Linked DNA regions of Hordeum vulgare: region 2 is linked to region 1. Evidence: chromatin contacts called from public Hi-C data. All regions are on one chromosome and are shown on one strand. The core of a region is the stretch at or near the end of the contact, and the rest is flanking DNA. Distances in the headings are between cores, read along the strand shown.

Evidence for each region. Hi-C and Micro-C count contacts between places; a contact is called where the count stands out from the background.
Region 2: a contact with region 1 is called in a Hi-C map of seedling, with 4 times the contacts expected there. The contact joins the promoter of LOC123429882 here to the promoter of LOC123425742 in region 1. A contact is called at or near these places in 2 of 6 Hi-C or Micro-C datasets (leaf and seedling).

The regions. Positions count from the first base shown.
Region 1 is chr2H:179,737,867-179,740,566 of MorexV3_pseudomolecules_assembly, forward strand. LOC123425742 (G-type lectin S-receptor-like serine/threonine-protein kinase At2g19130) reads left to right here and starts at 1,307. Exons shown (of 1, transcript XM_045109456.1): 1 at 1,307-2,700. The coding sequence starts at 1,609. It overlaps LOC123426060, which reads right to left. Exons shown (of 3, transcript XM_045109834.1): 3 at 954-1,309. The coding sequence ends at 1,027.
Region 2 is chr2H:180,108,991-180,111,690 of MorexV3_pseudomolecules_assembly, forward strand. LOC123429882 (probable mixed-linked glucan synthase 8) reads right to left here and starts at 1,315. Exons shown (of 2, transcript XM_045113857.1): 1 at 695-1,315. The coding sequence starts at 933.

The DNA.
Region 1 (2,700 bases), core at 57-2,556:
TCATTAGGAGAAGATGGAATAAATGCAATTACTCTTTATGTAACCTTGGAGCTTATGCAAGAGATGTTGGTTAATCTACATACAACTTTCCTCTCTCTTCTTATTTATTTATTGCAACATCATCATATATCCTAGATGCGTTCCGGGGTAATATATACAAACCCCACATTATATGCCTTCCGAGGTTCGTACATCACATGTTCAAGGCATCTTCAATAGTTTGTATGTAGTCTTGTTGGTAAAATTATCCATGTCATCAACCAACAAGGGATCATACAACTACTCCAATGATTGCATCTAAATTATTCAATAGGAGAAGTTGGAATAAATGCAATTGCTCTTAGGAGAAGTTGGAATAAATGCAATTGCTCTCTATGTAACCTTGAAGCTTGTGCAAGAGTTATTGATTAATCTACATGCAACTTTTCTCTCTCCTTATTTATTTATTGTCATATCATTATATATCTTAGATGGTAAACTTTACCAACAACTATTTTACAGCCATTGGAGATGTCGTCAGTGTGCTCCATCAATACTCGTATATTCCTCCTATCACCACTATATACGGATGTAGCCTCGCGTGCTGATGTCTCCTCTATTTCGTTTCTATCCGTACGCTACCTTTAACGCCACCTGGTGCTGGGACCGTATCATAAAAGCTCTTGAATGGCCGAGCAGGACAGGGCGCTGCCTGAACCATGATTTAGCCGAGGAATCGGGAAAAGGGGTGACTGCATCTAGCATTGTTACCGGTCAAACACGGCCATCACGTTCCTTTTTCCGACAGGTCATTTTGCCCGAGTTTGGGCACCATAGTATGAGGACTGGGTCAGAGCTTATTCGTCTCCGCGCTCGAGTTACTGAGGTGCTACAGCTGGAAAAAAGAAGGAAAAGGTGACCAGAGACGTATCAATGGACACCATTCACGCCTCCAGTGGAGACCGCAATCACGATGATGATTAACATGACTTTGATAATCGCAACCGTGAACTGACGCACTGTAAATCAAACAGACCAGGAGACATTTCAAAATTCCGGTAATTCACCGTGACCAGGTAAGTACCCGTTGTAGATCCTATCTTCCAGAGGAGACGCCATCTGGTCAAGGTTGGAGGTTGAATTCTGGAAGTAATAGCCTAAACAAAAGAAGTTCTGTAACTTGAGTAGTAGATTCACAAGATGACAAGTCATCAGTCTTGTAAAAGTTGCGGCCAAAGATCTGCCTTCGTTTAAACATTCCAAGTCAACGCTCCCCTTGGTGCCTCTGCCGCCGGAAAACCACTTTTCTGGCTTCACACCATTTTTCTCCCTTTCTTAATCAGCAACAGTCAGCATCATGGCAGGAGCCAGATATTTGCAAGAAAAATAAAACATAAATCAAGCAAGAAAAACAAAACACCATTAGCCATGTGGTCATAAATTTCAACACGAGATTTTACTATTTTGTGAGTAATTCATCTATAGGAGCAGTACTATTCAGCAGCAGCAGGGCGTTGGGCGTTTACCAGGTCAAAGAAGGCTGCTTATTTAATTAGTCCTGTCTCCAGAGTTCAGGCTCCCATCCTCGGTCAAGCCCTGACTATTCTTCCAAGCTCCCATCCATGATCCATGGCTCCCTTCTTCCTCCTCCTCCTTTTCGTCCAAATCCTACTCTGCAAGGCCGGCGACACCATCAACTCCACCACACCCTTGTCCGGGTCACAGAAGATCTTGTCCCAGGGCAACAAGTTCACCGTGGGCTTCCACTCCCCATCGCAGAGTAACACCGCCTCTTCCACCTCCAGCAGTTACTACATAGCCATATGGTACAGCAACATACCACAGGTAACCACCGTGTGGAACACCGACAAGCCGGTGTCCGACCCGGCCACCGCCTCCTTGGAAATCGCCCGCGACGGCAACCTTGTCCTCCTTGATCAAGCCAAGAACCAGCTGCTATGGTCGACCAATGTAAGTATAGCCTCCAACTCCACCATGGCCACCATCAGGGACAGCGGTAGCCTCGAGCTCACCGATGCCTCCAATTCATCGATAGTTTATTGGCGAAGCATAGACCATCCCACAAACACCTGGCTTCCGGGGGGCAAGCTCGGGCTGAACAAGACCACGGGTCTGAGCCAGAGACTTCTTCCTTGGAAGAACAAAGAAAACCCATCTCCTGGGTTGTTCTCTCTGGAGCTAGACCCCAATGGCACAAAACAGTACTTCATCCAGTGGAATGAATCCATAAACTACTGGACCAGTGGCCCCTGGAACGGCAATATCTTCAGCCTCGTGCCAGAGATGACGGCCAATTTCAGATACGACTTCCAATTCGTCGACAATGCCACAGAAAGCTATTTCTACTACTCAATGAAGGATGATACAGTCATCTCGCGGTTCATCATGGACGTGACCGGACAGATCAAGCAGCTGACATGGGTGGAATACTCACAGCAGTGGATCTTGTTCTGGTCACAGCCACGGACGCAGTGTGAGGTGTATGCACTCTGTGGGGCATACGGCAGCTGCAGTGAGGCTGCGCTGCCGTACTGCAACTGCATCAAGGGGTTCAGCCAGAAGGTCCAGAGTGATTGGGATCTCGAGGATTACAGGGGTGGGTGCAAGAGGAACGTACCATTGCAGTGCCAGACCAACTCGACCTCCGGGCAGACCAAGCCTGATAAGTTCTATACCATGGCAGGCGTGAGGCTACCTGAC
Region 2 (2,700 bases), core at 65-2,564, 370 kb after region 1:
AATTATATCACGACCAATTTTGATGTGTTCCCGATGCAACGAGGGTGGTATCATGTAGTTACTCCTATATGCCGATACAAAAAAGGGAGTGATCTGCGCCGGCGCGCGGCCGAAGCTTTGGGTCGACCGCGCGCAGGCCGCACGATCCACCAACCCCGTGCGTCCGCACCATTGGATCTTCATGCAACATTTTTTTCCCGATGCAGCGAAATTCTGATGCGATGCAACATTTTTTTCAACGGTTGTAACAAAAAACAAAATTTATAGCAAAAAAATATCTACGTGATCGTAGCAAAAAAAAAGCTGATAGTACGTGGTAGCAAAAGTGAAACGCCGGTTGTAACAAATATTTGCTGACGTGTATGCAACTTTTTTACTAGACGGTTGCAGCAAAAAATGATGCCGGTTGTAGCAAAAATTAACACGGTTGTAGTAAGAGTAAAAAACATCGATTGTAACGAAAAATTCGAAGAACTGAAGTTGCAACCAAACGTATATGCATCTTTTTTACTTAAGAAATGTAGGAAAAAAATAAGGTTTGCAGCAAATATGACGCTGGTTGCAACAATTTAAACGAAAAAAATGTTGCATGTCCAGTCAGTGGACGCGCGCGCTCACGTGCGGCCGGCGGAACGGTTCGGGCGACGCACCGCCCATACACAAAGGAAACAGCCTGGAGAGCGAAAAACATTACCTGTAGGTGTTTACGAGCATGCCCTTGACTTTGAACGTGCGGTACAACAGCGGCCGGCCGCCGTCCTCGCCGCCGCACTCCCGCGACGCCGCCATCTCCTTCTCGTCGGCGGGCACCCAATGCTTGGCCTTGGCGCCGAACACATGCCGTGCCCCCTCGCTGTCGTCGCTGATCGCAAGCAGCGGGTCTGCGAGACCCGCATTGCCGCCGCCACCACCCCTGGCCGCCGGCGAAACCATTGGCTCTTCCTATTTAGCTTCTATACAGTGTGTGTGTGTGTGTGTGTGTGTGGCGCACGAAGGCTATGAGAGACGCGACCACTATATAGGGACATGGTACGAGGTGAAGCTAAGCCCAGCCAGCGGCCACCGACGCAGGGTACGCAGTGCTCGCTTGTCGCTTCGCCATGCCCTGGGAGCTGGGAGCCCAGGAGGAGTCCAGAGTCGTGGAACTCATGAGGGGCACTGCCTAGCCGGACCACTGGACAAATGCAACGGGATCCGTACGCGTGTCCAATCGACGCCATTCCCTGCTAGGAAACAACCTTGCTTGAGGAAAACGTGAGCTACGGTACAAACACCGTGTACGCATCTGACGGAGACACTTGCTTTGGACAGCCAGGCGTTGGGTATTGACGTCCTATTTGCACTTTTGTTTTTACCCGAAATACCGTGCAATAATTGTTCTACTTTTCATCTTTTTCATGCAACTCCCTTCGCCAGCATAACAAATCCTTAATCCTCAAAAAAGAAAGCATAACAAATCCTTAGGATGGTAATTTTCATCAACTTTTTTTTGCGATCACGTCAAATCCTTGGAAACACATGGCAATTACTCTGCCAACAATGCTACACGTAGGGACATTCACATAAGCATACGGGCTGTCTTCTTAGTTGATACTCCCTCTGTCTCAAAATATCTGTCTCAATTTTATACTAGCTCTAATACAAAATTATATTAAGTTTAAGACATTTATTTTGGGACGGAGGAAGTAGATTTTAATATGATTAGGGACGACGAAGGGCCCCACCCGAATGAAAATCAGGGGAGAGGTGAAGAGTAGTTTAGAAAGGATCCGTAAGCTTATGTAGACGTTCGTACGTATAGCATTTTTGTTACTCTGCTGCAGTACTAAATTTTTTGACGATCTTTTATACAACATCATAATTTTTGAATTTAGAACATAACAAATCCTTATACAACAACGTGAAGAAATTGTCCGTTTCTTCACGTCAATTCTGAAGCGTTCGCTGATACTGATTTTTATAATAAACAGAAACGTTCATTCGTTCCTATCTCGCCGGGAGAATGATCGTCGCTCAGGTTACCCCTTATTTTTTTGTGGATGAACTTTGTATTACTCAAGTGGTACGACCATAGTCCGTATTACAAAGATCAATAACCTCTGACAAGTCAGAGTTAAACCAAACTACAGTTCTACGCTCAGTTCTAACAAACTTTGCCAAATAATCACTAACATTAGTTTGGGTATGAAGAACATGAGTAAATTTAGTTTTACGAAGATTACTAAGAAGCTTGATTTCCTCCACCAGCGAGGAAAAAACCGATCTATCAGTGGCCATATCATTTATCATTCTCACAGCTTGTAAGAAATCCAACTCCACATGTATAGGCGGCTCCATTCTTTCAATTGCAATTGATAATCCTTCCATGCAAGCACTAAGCTCAGCTTCTAAGGAACTTCTACAGGAGAAAAACACCCTACATGACGAAAAGATGATCTCACCCGCACTGTCTCGGAGGATCATACCAGCACCCGCACCACCATCAACAGACTAGGCTCCAGCCATCGGCAAAGACCAAGGGGCATTACCAGTTGAATTCACACTCACACCACGCAAAGTAATATTGTCATATGATATCACGTGCTTCCCATTTATCTGTTCCTCCTCCAATAGCTTGAGAGTTAAGAGAGAGTCTAAATAACTCACCAAGAATCTTTTGGATACATTCATTGGAGGAGGTTCCTTGTTGTGAGTCACCTC